Linked DNA regions of Zea mays: region 2 is linked to region 1. The links are chromatin contacts, called in public Hi-C maps. All regions are on one chromosome and are shown on one strand. Each heading gives the region's core, a stretch centred on a gene start, on an enhancer-like site or on the middle of the called end of the contact. The rest is flanking DNA. Distances are from core to core; before and after follow the strand shown.

Region 1 (5,070 bases), core at 723-3,222:
GGGATCAGGAGCAGACGTGAGAGCGAGTTTGGGCCGTGGATCTCAATCCGGCGGTGGGGAGCCACTAGTTTTCCCCCCTAACCCTAGCCGCCCCCTCCCCTATTCCCCTTTGGTTGCAGCCACCCCCTCCCCTATTCCCCTTTGTTGGCCGCCCCCCTCTCTCTCTCCCTCTCCTTCTTCCCCAAGTGATTGCAGCACCACCCCTCAACCCTAGCCCCCCACCTCCTCCTCTCCAAGGTGCAGCCTCCCTGCTTGGTACCCCGTCGTGTGGGTGCGAGTCTTCCATTGGAGTTTGGAGGGAGGAAGAAGGAAGAAAGGAAGGAGGAAAGGAAGAACCCAAGGTGATTTTTGTGATCATTTTTTTGTATTTGTGCTGCAATCCAATCGGTTACATGTTTACCTATGCGAATCGGTAGAGGTGTTGTCCAGAATTTTTGTGGGAGGGCGAACAACTGTAGTATTATCAGTTTCTGGGGATTTTTCGTGGGTAATTAGTGGTAAAAAGTATGAGAATCATGTAAAGCTTTGTCATACCTTTCCAACGAGTACTTATGCGCTCGATTCGGAGTTATACTTTAGGAGATATCGCTGTTTGAACCCGGCTATGTTGCTGTCCAAAAATAGATTGCAGGGTGTATCTTGTAGACGGGTTTGGGCTAATTATATGTTGCAATTTAATTATCATTTGAATATAAAACTTGTGGAGAATTTTATGTAGATGCTTCCGGAGTTTTTGATTAATATCACTGTTGTTATAATTTTAAAGTTATGAAATTATCAAGCAGCGCCGCTACAGTTTGGTGGTGATGGGGAGAGTTGTCGCTCGCGACGGGTTGGAATTGTGCGTAGGTGTGGCGTTGTTTATTAGTGCTTGTTATGTTGATTTGTGCACTAAGGTGTGTGTCAAAAACAGGTGGTGGAGTACCATTCCAAATTCCCGGTGAAGGCAAGTAAATATAGTGGTGGTTCCTACCGTTTGGTTTGCATCCTATGCCTTGTCATTGAGTATGCATAAGTATTAAATGTGTTAATCATTGTATTCTATGATAAAGTTTATTTGTTCGAAAGTATTAATTCTCAATTGTCTAATATTGCGGATGATCATGATTTGGGAATGATATATGTGGTTGATTCCCATCTTGGATATAGTTGAAGTATATTTTTGAATCACGTTATATGAAGTGTTGTAGGCATGCCATGCATATCGCATCATCCATCTTGCGTTTTGAAGTTATGTCGTGATCTTATGGTACGACCGTACCGGTACACTTTTAGCATCGTACGTTGCCCGATGAGGGGTACGATGCGGCTTCATATCCTTAGAGGTATGGAGGCAGAAGTCATCCTTGCATTTGTGGACATTTGCACTCATGAGGTATATATGAAGTGTGACATTACTATGTTACTATTGTGGTTTCTACCTGCGAGGTGTGGTAACTAGGTGTGTTGTACGTCGTATTCATGCTGCATCTTCGTATTAAGAAGGTTGTGAAATCAAGTGGTGGTAAAACAATGTTTTTATATGGTTAAACAATTTGTTATTATTTTACTTGCTGAGATGTGTCATCTCACTCTTGCATTACTCAATGCAGGTACTTGATATATGTTGGGAATGAGGGGAGTAGCAGCACGTCCACTTTCACTCTCATAATAACGCTGCCCAGGCGCAACCATGATTTAATTAGAAACTTGTTGTCAAATGGTGTTTGTTTTTTTTAACTAGTTGTGCGCACTGGTTAATTCAATTCATGTCGTATATTTAACTTCCCTTTGCTAGCCGATTAATAATACTTAGTATGTTTTTTGTCATGATATATGTTTATACATTGTTGTCCCCTCATTTATGCAATTTTGTAAATGTCAGAAGTGTAATTCAGTAGCATTCCGAGGTGTTTGTGGATCCCGGGGTGTTACAGTTCCGTTGACGAAGTTCTTTCTTTGTTTGCAAAGTGTCCAATTTTATCTTTTACATTAACTGCTATACTTCTGCCTATGATAAAGGTTCCAACTCATTTGGTCCATTTGAGTGAAAGATCATATGTAGATTTGTAGAAAAAACATCTAACTGTATCATAAGTTTTTTTTTCAAAACCTATTTACAAAATGACCTCATTTAGTTTCTTCCGGTGGACTTCATGAATTGTCTCATGCAGGATAACACAATTAATGGATGGATGTCCATGAGAGCATAACCCAAGTTAATGATAACACAATCCATGATAGCATAACACAAGTTAAAATAGAAGTGAAACATTTATGTGAGTACTTTCTCTACACAATCTTCTAGCAACAGCAAACATGACAATGTTCAAATATTTTCTGCCCTATATTAGTCATAATGTTCACCCTCTCGCTCAGCCTATCCTACACCTTGATCAAATAAACCTTTGCATGAGCCTTCAAAATAAATAATATTTCAATTATTTTCCTTTCCAAAAATATAAAACATAAGGAAAATACATTTTGACCAAAAAAAAAAGTTTGATAGTTGCATGATGCTTAAATCAGACTCTACGAGATAAGGTTTTAAAGCAGTCTAGCGGGCTGCTTGACAAGCATTAAAATACAGCACACAACAGATTGAGTTTTAATGAAGCACTGCATTGCAAGATCTGAAGTCCTATAGTAGCTTAGATGTAAATATAACTTTGAAGAAATCAATTATGTGGATGCTTCGCTATCAAGACGAATCCTCTTGGTACCAACCATGTCGCTAGCCGGCACCCGGTTTTCCTTCGCTTCCACAGAACATCTCTTGTATGGTTTGAAGCCTGTACGGCGCGATTTCAGCTTCAGGTGCGACAATTCATTGGGAAAGGAAGCCCTGGGCTCATCCATTGTGTCGAGGTCATCATGATCAATGCTTGTGGCATTCTTGTTGAGGTCAACTGCCACTGTGGTCACTTCATCTTCCTCCTCCTTGGCAACCTCCTTCGAGTCTACTGCTTGTGGGGGAGAAAAGCTTTGCGGAAGCTTTTCCCTACTGAACAGCGCATCGAAAGCCAGACGACCCTGTCAACAAAGAAGTGAATCAGAAAGGCAATGATGCGTGCTCAAAAATTTGGACAGAGTGAATTAGCATATTGTTGGTAGATTACAACCTCTTCGGAAACTTCCTTCCATGAATCACTTGTGCTTCCATTGCTTCTAAATCTGCGGTGGTTAGTGTCACCAGCTGAAGAGTTGCTGCAGGAGGCTTGCTTCGCCTTCTCATTAGCATTGTCCTCCTCAGGAACATTGCCCGCATCTACATCACTACTTGAAGGTGTGTTAGAACCGCATGAAGAGCGATCCTGCTTTTTCTTATTCCTGAATGCATCATTTGTGCCAGCTCCTGTGGTAGGTGTGGCATCAGCATTCTGGGCAGGAGATAGCTTTAACTCCGTATGGAGAGACACCTCGCCTTTTCCACTCCCATCAGACTCTGAAGAAGCAGCAATTCTTAAACCTTCGAACTGTACCTGTTTTCGAGCTTCTTGGCATTCAATCTGTGCATTTTCAGCTGGGCAATCTCTGTCTTTCTCTGAAGGTCGTGGAACATCAACTGTGGGAAAGGCAGCACTAGGAGCTGGTACAAATGGAAAAGCCACGGGTGGAGCGAAGAAAGGGAGAAGACCTTGTGTTGCCCACCATGCAGATGCTGCAGCAACTGTAGCTGCTACAATAGAAACCATGCTTGGAGGAGAGCCTATGTTCCTTCCTTGGACGCCATCTGCAGGGTTTTCTTGATTCGGATCAATAGGAGTGTTACCTTCAGCTGCTGGCCAGTATGATGCTGCGAGCCTGGCGGCTGCATGGATGGCAGGGTTTGACAACAACGTGGAAACAAGCATGCTGGAGAAGGTGGATGACATGTTGGTGAATGACCTGTACGTATCTTGGTTACAGTTGCACTGCATCATTGGAGCAAAGGCCGCATAATTATGAGGGAAAGTCTGTGGTGTGGCACTACTACCAAATTTTGGGTCAGCAGAAACCATTGGATGGATGCATGGGTTCATGCTTCCATTGATTCCCACTTGATCACTTGTTTGATCAGGATGAGTTCCTTCAGGTACAGTCACTGGAATGCTAGCTGTCCCGTCGCTCTCTGCTAGGGTGTGTGAAGCTCTTGCAGTTTGTTCATCCACATATGTTGTCTCCACAGACTTTGGCATTAGCTTCATTTGTTGCGTTGAGATGTCCAAATACCCCTCATGAGAATGTTCACATTTAGATCTGATCTGGATACCATTAAGCCTTTCCATTTCCTGATCACTGATCACCTTTACATCCTCTTGGGTGTTGGGGTTAAAAGAATTATTTTCCATGATGGACATATCTCGGCTTTCTGTTTTACTTGCCTCGGTCCTCCTGGGTGCCCCATGATTTGAAGAGCTTTTGTTAACTGAAGAAAATGATGCAGATGGGGCATCACGGAAGAGATTAAGAACTTCCGAGCGACTTCCTTTTTCAGACAACTCCTTCCTTTGAAAATTCTGGATGCAAGTGAGTTAAGAATAAAAGAAAGTTAAAGATACTTATACAGAGGATAACATGTGTCCTAGGAAAGCAAAGTACCAGGTAGAATTTACCTGAAGAGATGCATCGCCTACCATTTTTACATGCCCATTGCTCAAGGGCATATTTGGTTTTGTTGACTTGTCATTTGGAAGTTCTTTGGTTTGTGTCTCGGAGCTGAGACAACTTTTTCGAGGATATGGACTGTTTGGCTTTCTTTTAGGCCGTGGTGGAGGTATGTCAATGTCATGGGCTTGCCCCGGAGAAGTACCATTGTTCATAGCTTCCTTTTCCAACTGCAATCTCCTAATTTGTTAGGTACAGGCATTGAAAATAAAATTATATGCTTGAAGGAAATAATTAAGGACTTGAAACTGTTGCCAGTGACTGGATTTTTTTAGTCTCTAAATATATATAACCTTACAAGGTAACAAAATAAGGCAGCTTATACAGATTCAGAAACCAGTAACTTGAAGCTCAGGGGAGGAAAGGTTAATGGCAATGGCACATTTCTTTTCAGCTTGCACCAATTATGACTGAACATAGTGCTTATAGAAAAACAATGTTCAA
Region 2 (5,070 bases), core at 1,875-4,374, 260 kb before region 1:
AGTCGCAACACAAAATAATCTTTACAGACCAATAAGTGTGAATAAAAGGAGAACCAAACCTATCATTAAGATTGTCTAGGAAAGCATTGCGACCCCCCCTTGATTCCCGCCTTTCCTTTGCTTGCTTCTCAGTAAGGGACTGGAAAGCCAGACAACTTTTATTCAGTCTGTATCATTAACATTAAGTAATTATTGTGTAACTAAATTCACACAAAACTCAGTATGCGTTACCGACTTACCGTTTTGGCTGCATCAGCACTTAGTGGAGATATGTATTGTGTTTTGACCAACCAAGAAACACCTTTGTCAGTGGGCCTCTCCCTTTTCCTTGTACCTTCTTGTTTAATAGGGGTGAGGACCTGATCATCACGCAATAGTTCTTCATCTTCAGGAGCCATGGGCGGCTGAACATCCGGGGGGCTGGGATATGATTGGTATATGAGTTAAGGACACTAGAATATACTCAGAGTCTCAGACAGAAAATCAAACTCATGAAAAGCATATGGTTCAGATCCTTACTTGTATACACTCATGTCAAGTAGGTCAAGAGGTATCCCAATATCCTCAGGGACAATCATTTTAGGAATATAGTTTTTCTCCAATGAAGTTATCCTGTATTTGGTATATCTGAAAAGACAGCAAAACATAGTAAGCATAGCTGCCTCCATAATATAGAAACTTTTAAAACGCCAGAGTGAAACACAATTGAGAGCAACATAACAGAGACAAGACAAATTAAGCTCAGCATACTGTAGGTAGCAGAAAAGGAGAGCAGAAGATTATGGAAAAACTGTACAGTAATAAAGCAGAGTAGTGCAAAATTGCTTTAATTCAAAACAAATGGAATTATGGCAGTTGAACAGGACGCCCAGTTATGACTTCACGTAACCTACAAAATATCAATCTATTTAATCTCCTCAAAACAAGCTAATGATATCATCTCTATGCATAAGTAGAAGGAATAATGAAACTATGGGCCTGTTCAGCTACACTAGTTTGCAGCCAAACAGGCCTGATTTGTATTTTCGGTTAGGTGAGATGATCAGTCCTAACAGTAGCAACAAAATAACCTCCGATAGTCTGATGCCTTACCCATGTTAGCCCAGTGAAACCGGGCCTCAGTCTTGACATCAATCTAACCATAACCCCCACAGAAAATTAGATTAGGCATCAATGCAACAGGGATCAAAATGTGTTCTTTACCCATAACACAATGAACAAAATGACCAAAAAAACAGCAAAGGCAAGGCATAAATTGGAAGCCAGCAGAAAGCAAAACAATGGATTCCTGCCATCATAGAAAAGATCTTCAAATAAAGAAGACAAGAAAGCATAAGTAAAGTAAGTTGAAATGATCTACAAGTAAAATGACCATTCTTAGTAGATGAGCAAGAGCAATACTGAAGTATGGCTTGTACTGCTCCAAAGATGCAATCTTATCTTAAATAAAAAAAGGGGGGCTGGGGAGTAGACAGGTAGTGATGCATACCGGTCCTTATCCTTATTCAGGGGCAGCCATTTCAGCTGAGCACTTGGATCCGGGAGTTCATTCCTAAATCTGTGCCACCAAAAAGAAAAGGCAAAACTGGATCATTCAAGTGTATAATTACACAACAGATATAGATCACCAAGATTTAAATATTTGATACAAATCAGCAGTTGGTTAAGGCTTCATAAAAACGGTACACATACGGACACTATTTTAAACATACAGACAACAGAAAATTGCCATTTCATAATAGCGAGGTAACTTCCAAACCATTCCTAAGTTTTGATATGCCTGCTCTGTTACAAGAAAGGGGTCCCTTTATAGGTCCATAACAAAGAAATTGGTTGATAGACGAACTCATGCACCTTTTAAGCACTATATTCTCAAGTAGTTCCCCAGAACTAAGTGGAAGTACTAATCTTTCTAAGCATGTCGAGAAGCACAAAATTTAAAGAAACTATAAAACAAATTCAGAAAACAATGATCCTTTCCATTGGACGCCCCGACATTTCAATGACAACATAAAAAATTATATGTAAGCAGTCTGTCACTCACTAAGGATAGCATATGTTGCCCAAGTTTTACACCCCTAAGGCCCTAAGACGTGCATGATCAATGAAAATGTTACCCAACTACAAGCTGAGAATTTAAATTTTGGCACGAACACAACCTAACGGACCCAAACTTGGCTGGACTTACTTGTGCTTGCAGAGGAACGTTGTTGGTTTTTTTAGCCGGTTCTCAAACCTCTCAGCATTAACCGCTGTTGCTGGGCGAGACCCAGTTGCCCCTGCCCGAGAGCCACCCGGAGGGTGGTGGTGGTGGTGGCGGCTCTGCGGCTGCTGCTGAGCAGTGCGAACCTGCTGTGTCTTCTGCAGAATGGTGGCTTGTGTCTGGCGCATCATCTGGTGCTGCTTGCGGTCGTCCACCCGCTGCTTCTCAAACTCGCGCTTCTTCCGCGCACGACGCTCCTCTTCCGTCTCCGCTCTCAGCAGCGTTGCCTTAGGCTGTGGCCCCTTTGGGGGCAGCAGGGCATGGGCAGACGGTGGCTGTGCCGGAGGCGGAGGGGGCGGGGGCGATGCCGCAGGGGGTGGGGACGGAGGCGGGGGTGGCGCCGAAGGTGGAGGAGGCGGATTACTGTTCCCGCCGTAGGGCGGTGGCGGCGGCTGGTAGTACATCTGCGGTGGGGGCGGGGGCGGGAGCTGCTGCGGAGGCCCGGGACCGAAATTGAACTGCGGTTGGTGAGGTGGCGGCGGCCCCGGTGGCGGTGGTGGCGGAGGCCCCGCGTGGTATGTCGGCGCCGGCATCCTGCTGTACGGCGCCTGCTGCGGCGGCGGCGCGTACGAATTCATCTGCGGCGGATAGCCGCCCTGCGGTGGTGGCGGCGGCGGCGGCGGATGCTGCGGCGGCGGCGCGTACGGCCTATACGACGCCATCCCGCGGCGTCTAGGGTTTCACGGAACCCGAGTCCCAGCACACAACAGACCCACGCCGCGGCGACTGCTCGCTCCCCCGTCTCCTCCGCCGCTGCCACTGCAGAAGAGACTACCACTGCACGTCCGAGCCCACCGCCACCTATTCTACCAGATCTACGCGTTGGCGTGTCGGAGCGCGAGGTAGTCGGATCTCTCGTCGGCGTCTCGTCGATTTGGCGAGGAGCAGGAGGGCGATGGGAATTTCACGATACCTCGTGATTCTGCCTGGCTTTTTCGTCGAGGTTTGGATGAATTTTACCCGGATTTGGATATCAATTCGGATTTAGTAGCATTTATTTATTTGCGTTAGAGTACTTTTTTAGACATGCTTTAGTGAGTATTCTCAGCAACACCGCCTAAATATTTCTCTTATCTTTAATGATCACTTGAGGCTGAAAATTCGGCTCTGTCAACACACCCTTATCTTTAACTAGATCAGTGTCCGTGCGTTGCAACGGAGACATATAATATGTCGATAACTTATATATGCACATATATGTTATATAGTTATGAGATAGAGGATGACATATATGCGAGCTGTCCGGGATGATATCGAAGAGAAACTTGGACCTGTGACACACGGATACTCACCTAGTGTATTATATAAGATAGGTCAGTGCTCGTGCATTGCATCTGGAACATATAATATCTCGATAACTTATATATACATATGTGTTATACGATTATGAGATGGATGACAACATTCGCGAGCCGTCCGTAATGATATCAAAGAGAAACCTAGGCCTACAACGCACATGCACTCACCTAATAGTGTATTATATAAAATATAAAAACCTAAATGTCAAACAATATTATTTGCTAATCCATCTTACCTATATAGTGCTTTGCATCTTTCATTGATGAGCGATGTAGCTCATATGTTCATATCCAGCTATTATACCAATGCACCATAGTTGTCAGCTAAAGGGTGGTCCTTAGAGCCACTATCATATGTTGACCTAGCATTTCTACCATACACTGGTGGTGGTGGTCTGGTGGATTAGAGGATTTATTTGGTTCTGCTTTCTTGATCTCCACCGACAAACAAAGCAAATGACCTAAGCCTGGTCAAAGTCCCTTCCATTAATTACTATTAATTTAATCAGTCATGGACCAATAGAAAATTGGTTTGGATTTGTGAGTGCGGTGAGAGGAAAATAACTTATGCATAATTCGTTAGCAAGTAGATTTAGAAGTGTAGAAAAATGAGAAGACACTTTGAATGAATTGTACAATAGGAATATAACAGGCATATAATCGAATGGCATCAATGAATGAGACAATTCAATGTGAGGCATATAACTTAAGAAAAAACATTATTCAACTGGTGCAATTCAAAGGTTCTTTGATCAATAGTTGACCTTCTCAATGTTTGTGACAGTAGATTCTTAAAGAATGTCAGCATATCCACTAGATAACAATTGGCATGCCCGCTCATGTGTATTGTAAAGCTTGTCTCTCATATCACCGAGTATAATACGATATGACTTAATCGAAGGAACCTTCTTCGAGAACTCTGTTACAGAGGAAACAATGGTTAATAGGAATAGCCAAGTTTAGCAATCTACCATCTAAAAATTCTGAAAAAAAACCTAAATGTCAAATAATATTATTTGATAATCCATCTTACCTATAAAGTGCTTTGCATCTTTCTTTGACGAAGTCCGCGCGGCAGATCGTCGACCGCCTTGCCGTCTGCGCGGCCGCGACCACGGCCACGGCAACGCTGGGGCAGCAGAGTGTGTGCGTGGGCGACGCGCTACGCAAGGCCACCAAGGTGCTCGAGGACTGGCGGGACCGCAACCCGGTGGCCACCGTCATGCTGCTCTCCGACACCCAGCAGCAGCAGTCGGCAGCGCCGGAAAACTCGTCAAGGAAGCAGTTTGGGCGGCCAGCGGTGGCCCCAGCAACGCGCTTCACCCATGTGGAGATCCCCATCGGCCCCGGCGACCCGCCTCCTCTTGTGTCCGAGTGCGAGGAGGAGCCTCCCGTTGAGCACGCGTTCGCCAAGTGCCTTGGCGGGCTGGTGAGCATGGTGATGCAAGAGGTGCATCTGGAGCTGGTGTTCCCGACGGGGGAGATCACGGCGGTGTAGTCGTGCAGGCC

Evidence for each region. A called contact is a pair of places that touch in the nucleus more often than the background predicts.
Region 2: a contact with region 1 is called in a Hi-C map of leaf, with 5 times the contacts expected there. The contact joins the promoter of LOC100279273 here to the enhancer-like site in region 1. A contact is called at or near these places in 2 of 25 Hi-C or Micro-C datasets (leaf and tassel).

What each region holds. Positions count from the first base shown.
Region 1 is chr4:34,482,918-34,487,987 of Zm-B73-REFERENCE-NAM-5.0, reverse strand. It overlaps LOC100281091 (LHY protein), which reads right to left. Exons shown (of 11, transcript NM_001370710.1): 9 at 4,575-4,796; 10 at 3,102-4,478; 11 at 2,406-3,012. The coding sequence ends at 2,662. Among protein-coding and RNA genes, the nearest start is that of LOC100281091, 33 kb to the right of the region's middle. Within about 2 kb of position 1,972, at least 2 of the 20 cell types and tissues checked have an H3K27ac peak or open chromatin away from gene starts, as enhancers often do. A contact at or near this core is called in leaf, where this site is marked.
Region 2 is chr4:34,743,182-34,748,251 of Zm-B73-REFERENCE-NAM-5.0, reverse strand. It overlaps LOC100279273, which reads right to left and starts at 3,124. Exons shown (of 12, transcript NM_001360958.1): 1 at 2,189-3,124; 2 at 1,490-1,558; 3 at 520-627; 4 at 240-420; 5 at 60-139. The coding sequence starts at 2,925.